Regions from separate parts of the Mus musculus genome. Here region 1 is linked to region 2. Evidence: chromatin contacts called from public HiChIP or PLAC-seq data. All regions are on one chromosome and are shown on one strand. Each heading gives the region's core, a stretch centred on a gene start, on an enhancer-like site or on the middle of the called end of the contact. The rest is flanking DNA. Distances are from core to core; before and after follow the strand shown. Region 1 has its middle 51 kb from the start of Gm32500. Region 2 has its middle 150 kb from the start of Gm46260.

Region 1 (6,506 bases), core at 1,374-3,873, 100 kb after region 2:
AGAATTCCAGCAAGGTTCTCTATAGAATAGGCATTTTTAATATATACTGTAAACGGAAATGCAAAGGATGTAGAAGTAACATACTTGAAAATAAATATGGGACAAAAGTCTGTTTGTTTGGATTTAAAGGCTAAATATTTAGCCTTGGTAATCAAGACTGTATAGAGTCCAGGAAGGTGTAGACTTACAGACAAATAGGGGAATAAAGAACACAGAAAAATGCAAAAAAATAAAAATAAAAAGTCTGGGAACACTGCAAAACAATCTGGTAGAAATCAGAAACATCTTAGCAAAGGATGATGGAATAATTAGGCTTGTAAAGACAAAGAAAGACAGAGAGAAGAGACAGGAAAAAAAAGAAAGAGAAGGAAATAGTGGGATAAAGAAACAAGGAGGAAAAAAGACAAAAGACAATGAAAGGACAAAAAAGATATAATTTAACTACTTAAAAACATAATTCAATGCAAAATTGACTGTACCCTAGCCATGAAGCTACTATTGTAGTCTTCTTACTAAATAGACATGTTACAAGCTGTCTTCTATATAATTGTGATATACCCGTATGTTATTTCTGCTTTTAACTGTAGTTAAGGAATCTTCCCTCTGCAGTGGTCAGCAGTTAGTGAAAAGAGTCATAACTGGTCAAAGTCCTGAGCATAGTGACTGTTGGCAGATCAACACTAAATGAGTTGTCTTTATTGGTCTTTCCTTAAAGCTCAGGGAACAACATGGAAGTGGGGAGGGAACAAAGTAAGGGTCATGGAACAGAAAGGAGTGCTGTGTCATGCTGTCTTCTGTCATGGTGTGGCTATTGCAGTCCTAAACTCACTGAATTTGTGGTTACCTTCTATAGAAGATCATGCCAACAACATCAGTTAACACACCAGAGATTTAGTGCCAACTGGACCATGTAGATTATAAATGAAAAGGGTGGGTGCATGAAAGGGGCACAGAATGTGTTGGGGATGCTAGGGAAAAAGGGAGAAGGGGGAGAATTAAGACACGTGTAAACAAGTATACATTTGTCAAAGAAAAAAATAAAGATATTCTATCTAAAATGCACCATGCTATGGGAGAGGGAGATATCTGCTAGGAAGGGGATATAGGAAGGGGATGTAGAGTGTTGTAAAGGAAGAGAGGGAAGAAGGGAATAGTTAAGATTAAAGGTGGTGAAGGATGGGAGGGAATGTAAAGATGGAAAATGGTGAGGAATAAATAACAGAGGCACCTTTTTCCTGATTTTTTTTATTAAGTTTCTTATTTATTTTGCATCCCAATCACAGCTTCCCCTCCCTCCTCCTCCCAGTCCCTCCCTCTCCCCTTGTCTTGACTTCACCCACTCCTCTTCTCCTCCTCAAAAAAGGGAGTGGGGCTTCCATGGATATAGACCAACCTTGGCATATCAAGTTGCAATAAGACTAGGCACATCTTTTTCTACTGAGGCTAGGCAAAGCAGTGATGGAAACTGTTGCAGAGACCAACAGCCAAACATTAAGAAGAGCTAGAAAAACCTACCAAGGACACTACAAGAAAACCTACAGAATTAACTAATCTGAGCCCATAGGGGCTCATAGAGTCTGAACTGCCAATCAGAGAACATGCATAGGACAGAGCTAGATGCTTTGCATATATGTAACAAAGGCACTTGGAAAAGACCATATTGAAACCCACAACTGTAGAAGCTTTCTAAAATATTCACATCCACATGGATAAGAAGAGTTTAAATGGAATTACTCTAAAATGGAGTGACAATACTCCAAATAGACACCGTATTCTATCAATAAAATCACTAGTACAGGAAAGGGCTACATCCTTTTGAATTGTTGGTCAGTGGGGTCCCATAGATCCTCTAAACAGTACAGACTATTGCCAATGCTCTCAATTAACTCCAGAAATTGTGGGCAAGATGCTATTGCTGAAGACACCACATACATGACTTCTATGATATGGAGAACTCTAGATAGCAGTCAACTGGAAGAGTCAACCCTGCTGGCCAGTGTTCATGGTTTTAGAATGTTGTGCCCACTACTGAAGAAGAAAAATAAACTTTCATCTCACCTAACTATGAACACTGCTAGTGGCAATAACAATTTGCCTGGCATGATGCAATAAAAGTTTAAATGGTACAGGGGTAAAAAAAATACAAAAAAACCCCAAAACACTCTCTGATTTAATTTAAGGACTGTTCCATGAGATAAAACCCAGCCATGACATTGTCAGCAAGTCCAAAACCTACTATTAGGTAAGTCATGGGATCTAGGAGAAAACATTCTGCTAAATGGACAAAAGATTAAAATTACTCCTAGTAACTTATCACTGTATTATACATTAGTACATAACTCAACCCTTTCAGAGGAGCTTCTTGTTGAAATAGATGGAAGTAAACAGAAACCTACAACTGGTCAATGTGCAGAGAACAGGAGGCTTTGAAATGCTTCACCTTGTTTTTGAGACACAAGCTTTCACTTTTACAGAAATAGCACAATACTAGGCTCTCTGGTGGGAGACCCCTGGGGATTCCTACCCCTCCCCAGCTACCCAGCACAGGGATTCCAAGCCTGTACCTCACCAGGCTTATTCGTGTGTACTCTGGATACCGAAATCAGGTTCTTGTGTTTGCATGGTAACCACTTTAAGCTGATGAAACATTACTTCCATGTGTCCAGCCCAATAACCTAGTTTTCTGCACAGCATGAATCATCCTTTGAAATTATTTTGCTTGCTTATCTTTCGTAAATCCATCATCTCTGTCCCTTTCAGAGAAGAAGCGTCATTCTTTCTATTTCTCCACAATTATGTTCACATTGCCAGTAATTTTCCAATGCTAGGGGAAAAAAATAACAAGATGAAGAGATGGATTAGAAAAGAGACAGAGAGTTACAGACAGGCAGTTTGCAAGGGAGTTAATCTAGCTTAACTGGTTGAGTTAGAGAACACCCAGGGCCTGTTTGAGCTCCGCTGTTCTGACAGCATGCATGAGAGAGTTACATAAAGGAGCAAGCAGGTGAGATCAGTTTCTACCTTTGCAGAGCTTAAGATCCAAGGAGAAGATCACTATATGCCAATCTATCATTCCACTAATAGAAGAACTGCAAATAGGTTTATTCAAAGAATGGGGCTGTAATCTTCTAGGTGAATCTCTAGCAAGACTTGACTTTCTTGGGGAGAAAGGGAAGGCTTTACAGAGAAAGTGGCATTCCTTAGAGGACCTGAAGGCTGGTATGATGAGGATGAATACAGAGTAGAAGTGGTAGTATTGTAGAAGGAGGAACAGCATCAGAGAAATGAGGTGAACTATCTCTAGCTATGACACCCATGAAGTGTGTTGGCCCCGTGAAGCCTCAGCATCTTGCCAGGACCCCTGGCCACATGAGGGAGCTGACATCAAGATTATCATACTCGATGCTGGATTCATTACCCCTCACAGAGTAAACACTGAATGACTCATGAAATTTTATCTGCCCACAGAAGACTTTTAATGTGCGTGTTTTACGACACTAATATTAGTGAGTCAGCCAGTGGACAGCCTTTAACATCAGTCTCGTCCCTCCGTTCTTTTAATGCAGTGTGGGGAGTCAGCAGGTTTGGCTTTGTTTCTTTGCTACTCTCAGAATTTTTCATTTGTCTGTGAAAGCATTTCCTGTTTGCTTTGTTCCTTTTCCATCAATTCACTGGGGCATACTTTAACTCTTGCTCCAGTGAAGTGGTCATAGTGAAGTCAGCAGACATGAATATGGGATACTAGCTTTCAGAAAACAGAAGGCTGATGCTGCTGAACAGTCTTCTCTTTACCAGCCTACAACAAGCATCCCTCTGCAGCTCTACAAATGAACAATGCTGGTCCAACCAGTATGTGTTGGATCGGTTATTCTCCATGCCTAGTTGGCTTCTCTTTCCACAGACCTGTCTTTAAAATCTACTTAAATTTCATCTGCTTTGGGAAATCATACACCTCTTAGGATTATTTTGATCACAAATGACAGGAACTCTGCATTCTAAGTAGCTTATATTTAAAGAGGAATTTCATGGTCTTGTGTGGCTGATTAGTCCTAGAGGATCTTGGTTTTGAGGGTAACTGTGTTAAGGACACACCAATGTCACCAAACCCAGGTCTGGGTGGGGTAATTTGTTTATTTCTTCTTTATTTGGTTTCCGCTTCTGTACAAATTCCATTCCCTATAAACTTCTGAGCTCACATCATCTGGGGACAGATGTACAACCGCTCATAAATTCTTGGAGAGGGTTAGGTACATTCTCTTGGCATGCTTTACATATCATGGCTAGCATTGGACTTCATTCCGTCCTCAGAGAATGCAAGGCTCTGATTCAGGAGACCAAGGTTACACGAAAACCCTGCTGTAGAATGTTTATGGATATTTCTTCACATCAGATATTCTGTCCCTATTTCCCTTTGTTGCTGTTGATTTATTTTTGTTTTAGAGACATAATTTTACACTATAGCTTGGGGTGGCCACAAACTCCAAACTCAAACTCACAGCAATCCTTCTGCTTCTATCACTTGAGTGTTTGGATGATGTTGGACTCTGGCTCTGCATTATAGCCCTAGATATACTTAGAACACAGTACCTTCTATCTGGCTAGAACTTCATTCTTACAGATGAGACAGAGTTGGGAATAAGAGTGTGATGTTAGGGATGACAGGCTGTGACAAGTCTCCATGTAAAGATGTCAGTCAGTAAGCATGAATTTTGTAGCACACTCCTCCTCTCCATGTAGAACACAGGGCACAGGAAATTATAGTTTAATTAAGTGAGCTCTAACCTATATCCAAGAAACTGAGTAGCAGTTTGTCAAGCAAAAATATAAAGAAAATAACATTACTAATTCATTTCTATATGCAGGAAGGTTTGTGAACATTTTACTTTCCACACAGGGATTAATTCATGTCTTTTCACTATTGAAAGGCACAGACTGCTATAAGAGTGTTCAGTAGAGTCTCTGAGGCAATGGTTCTCAACCTTCCTAAAGCCGCGGCCCTTTAATGTAGTTCCCCATGTTTTGGTGACCCCCCAACCATAAAATTCTTTTTGATGTTATTTCATAACTGTAATTTTGCTACAGTTATGAACTGTAATGTAAGTGTGTGTATTTTCCAATGGTTTAGGCAATCCTGTGAAAGGGTCATTTGACCCCCAAAAGGGGTCATGACATATAGTTTGTGAATCACTTCTCTAGAACATCAAGAGATGTTTATGAGAACTTAAGCTTGAATCATGACTTTAAAGCTATATCCGGATTAATGGAGTAGATAGGCTGAGAATATTCCAGAAAGAGAACATGGGGTGGGCTAAGAAATAAGAAAGCATGGCCTATTTGAGGACATTGCAGAAGAACACCAGAGTGGAGTGTGAAGAAACAGCCTGACCCACGGACAAGTACTTGTGATGGTGTGTCCAGATAGGGTTCATTGAGTGTGTTGAGTCTGTATACATGTGAGTTGTACCATCCTAGGAGCTGGAGTCTGGACTGGATAAGGAGAGAAAAGGAGAAGCCCGGTGAGAATCTGTACTCATCTCTTCTGCCTGACCCATACCCTGGGCCTCAAGATCCTGCCTCCATGCCCCAGCTTCATGCCTGACTGAATCCTTACTCACTGCAAACTGACATAAACCTCTATTTCCATGATGGCCTTTCCTGAAGCATATCTGATCACTGAGAGCAGGTTGGGAACTAATAGACACAGCATGGAACAAAACCACAGAGACCTTAGTTAACCTTGGATTTAAGATAAGCTCCAGGGCTTGGTAAAGCTTCTGTATTAAGTTTGATTTTCATCTTTACTAACAGGAAATATTTTGGAGCATGAAAAAGGCACCATTAAGGTCTCACTACTTATCAGAAAAGATGCTTGTAAAGAGACCGGTTGAAGACCCATTGTGTAGATCTGCTGATATTGTTGTGTCATAAAAGTAGAGCAGAGAGAAGCATGTCTAAGGGATGTCCACGTGTTGAATCCCATAGGACTTGGATCACATCCAGTGTTGAGCTGGATACAGCTGAGTGGAGCAGAAAAGATACTGAGGTATCAGGATAAATCTCAGGGTAGTTGTGTTACCTTGGTATGAAGAAAAGATCAAAGGAAAGAAGCTAGAGAGATTAAGACCCTAGGTAGAGGAACAGAAGAACACAAACAGAACTAGAGAGTCAAGGGGACAACTGTCCGTGTGTGGGGGTGAGGATGAGAGGGGTGCAGAACAAACAGAATCATCACTGAGTGAGCAGGAACAGTGGGCAATGAGTGGAAAACACAGGGTGGGGACCATGTAGCTTGTTGTCAAGAATAGGGCTTGTTTATGCCTAGACCACTAGCCAGGGAGAATTTCTGGGCATTTTTAATGAGAAACTGTGTGAGTGAGTAAGCATGTTAAGTTGTCTCCTTGCTGTGGCAGCAGATAAAAGATGGATTCAGGCACAATGAGGGGACGGAGATGAGACTACATGAGGGAGATCAGTACGGAGGCTGAACCAGATGTTCACAGAGATAG
Region 2 (6,460 bases), core at 548-3,047:
ATGAATGGATTGCAGCTTCTCAGCTAGGAGAAGCCCTCCCTAGTCCCTGTTGCCATGTGGACTGGATTTTTTTGCAGGCAAGCACAACTACAGTGAGTTCGTGAGTTCAGAAGTCTTATCATGACCAGAAGACATTGTTTCTTTGCATCACTCCTGACCTCTGACCTCTGTTTTTTGCAGCCCTTCTGATCTCATTTCTATGAAGCTCCCTCAGCCTTGAAGGGAGGAAGTGTGACATGGATGTCCCTTTTGTAACTGAGCACTCTACAAACACTTATTCCCTGAACTTTGACCAGCAGCGAGTTTCTGCATTAACCTCCATCCACTGCACAAAGAAACTTCCCTGATGAGGTCACAGTGCTGTGCCTGCCAATCTACAGGTAGAGAGATGCAAACATAGAGAGCAGTTTGATACTATGTCCATTTAGGAAAAATAATAGTATCAGGTTCACCCATGGGGCCTGGGTGCTCCCAATCTTCTTGATCAGATTTACCGAGCCAGCCATGTGATTTCTCCTGTGCTGTAGTGCTTAAACCTAGTGTTCATAATACAAGTAATTTAAATTCCCAACAGCAGTGAATCAGAATTCCCTTTTCTGGGCTAGAATGTCTTTAATCTCTTGCTCTGGACTCCTGTTCACAGCATATTGAAAACACAGTGAGCCGCACAGGAGATCTGCCCTGACACCATTAGTGTGAAGGACATAGGGAAAAAAGGAAGGGGTGTTTGTGTTTGTGTGTGTGTGTGTGTGCGCGTGCGTGTGGTGTGCATGGGAGGGAGGGACAGAGGGAGAGGGACAGTGTAAGAGGGAGAGGGACAGTGTGAGAAGGAGAGGGAGAGAGGGGGGAGGGAGTGAGAGAGGGAGAAGAGAGGGAGGAGAGAGGGAGAGAGAGGGAGAGAGGGGTAGAAAGGGAGAGAGGGAGAGAGAGGGAAAGAGAGGGAGAGAGAAGGAGATGGAGAGGGAAAGGGAGGAGAGGGAGAGAGGGGGGAGAGGGAGACAGGGAAAGGGAGAAGAAGAGGGAGAGGGACAGGGAGAGGGAGGAGAGGGAGAGGGAGAGGGAGAGGGAGAGGGAGAGGGAGAGGGAGAGGGAGAGGGAGAGGGAGAGGGAGAGGGAGAGGGAGAGGGAGAGGGAGAGGGAGAGGGAGAGGGAGGAGAGGGAGAAACAAGCACAGGAGAGCAGGTAGCATGCTAACATTTTAACTGGGTATGGTTACCAGAAAGGAAAGGATGTCAGTGTAGAGGAGCTATTCACAGAACAAAGTAGCTGAGATGTGCAGGGTTATGAGTACAGAAACAAAAGGACGGGGTAAGACTGGGGCTTACCTTACACAAGCATTAATGAGGACAGAGCAGCAACAGCAGAGGGTACAGAGAGCAAAGGAACTAGGAGAGTGTTGGGTCCTGAAGTCCAGTGAGTAAACCTGTCAGGAGGATCTGATCGACTGCATCAAGCTCTTGAGAGGTCAGGTCACATGAGAAAGGACAGAACAGGATGTTTCCCAGTCTGGATTGAGTAATAGTGGCCTTCAAAGGGAACACTCTGTTACCAAGCCTGGGCTTAGGATGTCTCAAGTGGGCTAAAGAGAGGACCAGGCCTGTATTAACAAACCTTAGTTTGCCACAGATAAAGCACCAATGACTGAGCAAAATATGACTCCATCCAACTCTGCCTTGGTGAAGCAATGAACTCATTAGAGTTGCTTTGAGGAAAGTGGATGAGTGATTACTTACAGGAGCAGGAATGCCTCACTCACCTCACGCTGTTGCACTACAGGAAATTCCACTCCAGTGTGACAGCTTGAAAGCTGTAGCCCTGCCACCCCCTGCCTAACTTGCAGGCAACGCCACAAAGGAGTCTCCATACAGCCAGGGATAACCTTTCTACAGAGAAAGACCAACCTTATACATATTCCATAAACTTCCCCATTCATCACTCAAGAAAGGAATGTACCAACTCACAGGAAGCAACTCTACAACCACAGAGAAGGGAGGAGATATTTTAGAAAGTCTATTCAGGAGCTACACTGTTAAAAGGAGCCGAGAGATACAGTAGTAGTTAGAGAAAGCAAAATAAGGTGTTTTTCTGTTACTGTTTTTATTTGCTTTCTAACATGGAAAACATGGTGTTCATATCCTGAGAGTTAAACACCCAGTTGAGGAAGTTTGGCAGTATTTAACAATAGCATGCTATTGCTGGAACAATAACCTTGAGAATCTGAGTGGAAATGACCTCTGTGAACAGGCTGAGGAATGGTCAACCCAGGGATTAGAGTGCAAGGTAAGATTTACAATGCCTTTCTTTTGAGTCCAGTGACAGTGGCTTCACATTGCCTGGTGTATCCACCACACCCAGCACCATACACACAGGTTTGTGGTGTCAAATGTGTTTAGGTGATATGTACAAGATGGCGCCTGGCACATCAGAGCAGCTCAGGAATTCATTCTTTTCAAGAAATCTCTAATATTTGGCAAAGACCCCACTTCCAGAGATAAAATGTGGTGACTCAGTGGACTTAGCACACGTCCTGCTAGCCAGTGCCTCTGCTTTATCTGGAGTCTTGGGAGCAGAATGGGGATATTTTCAACCATACCCTGTGAAGTTAAACCATGGCAGGAAGGTGGTATCTATAGATATCTTCTCCTTCTTTTGTTCTTCCTCCTCTTCCTTATTTCTCCCTCTTCCTCCTGCTCCTCCTCCCTCTTTCCTCAGTGAGTGGTTGAAGCCAGATTGTGATGGTTATATTTTATTGTCAGTTTGACTATATCTGTATGAACTAAAACCTAAGTGTCTGGGTTCACCCATGAGGGATTTTTCTTAATGAAATCATTGGAAGTAGGAAGACTGATTTTTAATCTTGATCTTCTGAGGTAGGAAAATTCATCATAAATTTGGGCTACGCCTTCCAGTGATAGTTTGTATAAAGGAGATGGAGGATGGAATTGTTTGCTTTTTACCTGCTTGCTCTCACTCTCACTACTGAGTCCACTCCTTCACTGGCTTTAGGGGCTACTTCTTCAGAATTCTAGTGTATACTGAAGACCAGCTGAGGCATCCAGCCTCTTGGACTGAACAACTACCGGATTCTTGGACCTTTTGTTGGTAAAGAGCCATTGTTAAACTGTAGGCCATGCTAATTAAGCCCGTATTTATACATATCTATATCTGTATATATATATATATATGAACATATATATATATATGTATATATATATATATATATATATATATATATATATATATATATGAACATATATAGCCATTCTATCAATTCTGTTCCTCTAGGGTATCCTGACGAATACACAGATCTTTGCGCATACTTTAATCCCATATCTACATCTATCTATATCTATCTATGTAATATGGAATAAACTCCATGTACATAATATATTATTATATTAATATAATTATATGAAATATAATATGTATATGAGCATATACAGTTATTGTATTGATTCTGTTCTTCTAGAGGACCCTGACTAATACACAGAGCTTTGTGCATATGAGGCCAGTGTTCAGTGTTCTATTGCTGACCTGAATTCCTAGCCCTCTTTTTACTTTTTTCTTTCCTTTGAAATAGTGTGCTTCTAAGTTGCCAGTTTTGGTCTTGAGCTTACCATCCTTTTGTCTAGCCTCCCGAATAATAGCTTAGATTATAGGCTCATACCACCAGATCCCTTCAAACCTTTAGCCTTTTTCGATCATCTTAGTCTGAGAATGTTTGTGAGCCCTCCTAATTCTCAATAAGCCATGAGTTACACGGTAACTGTACTTTTACAGATGAAGTAGAACAGAGCCAGAAGCCATGTCCAATGTGGTGAAGGGACAGGGGAGTCAGTGCCTCTGTTGGATAGTGACATCTGTGTGTCTGACCAACTGCTTGGAATCTTTATCATGATTCACTACTCTCAAAGCACCATGAATGCTATTTTCTCACTCTGTGACCAAAACCCTAAGGCCAAGCCAAGCACAGAGTAGGTTATTGTGGTTCGAAATTGAGTGCACAATCATGGCAGGGAAGGCATGGCAGCGGGAGCCTGAGGCAAGTGCTTGCATCATGTGCAGGTTCAGGAAGCAGAAGCAGGAGAGAGTAAGAGAGACCGAGTGAGACACAGAAAGAAACAGAGAGAGGGAGAGAGATGCTCAAGAGAAGCACGAGAGAGAGGCACAGTTCACTTCTTTGTATTTAGTCCAAGATCCTGTTCCACAGGATGATACCACTCACATTTTTAAAAATCCGTTGCCTCCCCACAACCCCCTGCTCAGTTAAACTTTTCTGGAGAAACCCTCACAGACATTAGTCAAGTTGACAATGAAGACTGACATCATCACACCCTGTGATCTGAATGTTCCTGCACTAGTTAAGAAAAATGGAGAGAAATACTAGATTACCTGAGCTGTGTCATTAGCAGATGGGGGCGGCCACTCACTGCTCGGCCCCTAGTAACCAGAGGCTGACACCACAGAGAATGAAGAGGCTACAGACTGTGAGTGGTGGAACTTCCTCTGAAAAGATCCCATCCCAACAGGGGGCATTGTGACACTCCTTTGTTACAATTTAGGGTGATAAACCAAGATCACTTCTAAAAGTTCTGTGGAACAATCATTTAAGCATTTGGTGACATTTAATCAAGAGCCAAAAATCTAATCAATGGTTGACCCACTGCAGCACTGGGTCTGTTCTGGCTTCTTGCCTGGATTGTCCAGACATAATTAGCAATCATCTCAGCTGGGTGACCTTGGTCTTAGGAAATCTCAACAGGGAATAGCTATTTCCTAGGGGAGCTTACCTTCACCTCCATCTCCCACTCATTACTGGACAGTGTGTTGGTTCCAATCCAGCTATCTCAACTGGCTGCTAGGCCAATAGTCACTGTAATGAAAAGCTGTAAGGAAGCTTTCCTGGATGAAGTTTGGGATCTCACCCTCCTCTTTCATCTTTTCTCTGTCCGGTCACTTTGAAGTACAGTGCTATTTAATTTTATGCATTTCAGTTCTTCCTGGATTCACCAGAGGACAAAACCTAACTCAGCCAGGAAGGATTTTTTTTGCTTCAATTCAAAACAGAGAACTTTCAATTTAAATTGTCTCCTTAGGATAAAGATAAAGCCTGGCTCGGATGCCCTGCATGCCGTTTTCTTCTGACCTCCATCTTGGAAGGTCTTAGATTGAAATGACTATTTTGTCTCTGTCTCTGGCAAGGGGCTCAACTGCTTTGAGTCTTCCAGAGATGTTGATCAGCAAAGGCTTCCTTCTGTAGAGGCATCACCCGAGAGCAGAGCAAAATCAGCCTCTGGAAATGAGATTCAGGCAGAGAAAAACACAGGTAGACACATTTATAGAGAGGCTCAAGACAGATCCACTGGGTAAACAGGATGGGCCTGATCTTATTTACTTTGCCAAAACAATTGCACAGAGGCTCAGGTATTACAGTGCTTGCCATGAGAGCTTGGGTACCTGAGTTAACACCTGCTCCAGAACCCATCTAAAAATCAAGGAGGTGGTGGCTGTGTGGTTGTCATTCCAGTGCTGTGTAGGCAGAAATGGGGATATCCCTGGGGAATTTTCAATAGCTAATCTTGCTGTATTGGTGAGCTCCAGGTTTCCTAAGAGACCCCGTCTTTAAAAATAAGGTGGAGAGCTAGTGTAAGATACCTAATAATGGTGTCTTTGTTCTACATGTGTACACGGCCATATACATGCATGTATATGCAAAAATACATATACTACATACGTACACGTATATATTCTATATATGCATACAAACTCAATAGTCAATCCTTAGAAGAAATGTAGGTGAACTGCTTAGCAGACTGTGTAGACCTTAGCAACCTCTGGTTCCTACCATCATCATTTTGTTTCTCAATGAGGAACACACTCCCTAGGATGGCATGCTAGATTCTTCCATGGGAAAAAATCCGAGTCTCAGAACCCTAATTTCTTAGCCCTTAAAGTGTCTGATGAAGTGCTATAGGGAAATATGGTCTTACTTCCCCATTTCTACTTCTCCTCAGGTATGGAAGTGTGACAGAGAAAGACTGTTGTTCATCTTCCATCTTGGGAATGAGCTGGGATGGAAATGATACTGAGAAATGTCCCCAAATGGCTCATCACCTTCTGCATAGCTGTTGATACCAGGACAGCCTTCCAATCAATCATGCCACACAGAGTATTAGGGAATCCATGCCCAGGTGGAAGGACACAGTATTTGCAGATAAGAGTTTTCAAGTAACTCATTACATCCTCAATTTTAAAAGCTGTACTACCTGAAGTGAGTTAATTTTTCTTACTTGCTGCTGTTAATAATAACTGGTGGCTTGGGATGCAGCAAGTATCTGGGACAGCCTCTTGAAGAACATAATTTCATTTGACCTTCATGGTAATCTAGAGATTTAGGTAAAGTTAGCATGGAAACTTCTGGCATAGTGAATTTTCCTAGCAATATGGGAAATATAAGACA

The links. HiChIP or PLAC-seq counts read pairs in DNA pulled down with a chosen protein or histone mark.
Region 1: a CTCF HiChIP or PLAC-seq map of the NIH/3T3 cell line shows a contact between it and region 2, with 10 read pairs. The contact joins two enhancer-like sites. A contact is called at or near these places in 1 of 39 promoter capture datasets (stem cell-derived epiblast-like cells), 2 of 15 datasets of contacts at CTCF or cohesin (both in the NIH/3T3 cell line), 2 of 484 Hi-C or Micro-C datasets (embryonic fibroblasts and nephron progenitors) and 1 of 115 datasets of contacts at active chromatin or transcription factors (neural progenitor cells).

Annotation. Positions count from the first base shown.
Region 1 is chr11:56,371,123-56,377,628 of GRCm38.p6, forward strand. No RefSeq gene overlaps it. Among named protein-coding and RNA genes, the nearest start is that of Gm32500, 51 kb to the right of the region's middle. Within about 2 kb of position 2,624, at least 28 of the 459 cell types and tissues checked have an H3K27ac peak or open chromatin away from gene starts, as enhancers often do. A contact at or near this core is called in the NIH/3T3 cell line and embryonic fibroblasts, where this site is marked.
Region 2 is chr11:56,268,579-56,275,038 of GRCm38.p6, forward strand. It overlaps the pseudogene Gm12240. Among named protein-coding and RNA genes, the nearest start is that of Gm46260, 150 kb to the left of the region's middle. Within about 2 kb of position 1,798, at least 18 of the 459 cell types and tissues checked have an H3K27ac peak or open chromatin away from gene starts, as enhancers often do. A contact at or near this core is called in the NIH/3T3 cell line and embryonic fibroblasts, where this site is marked.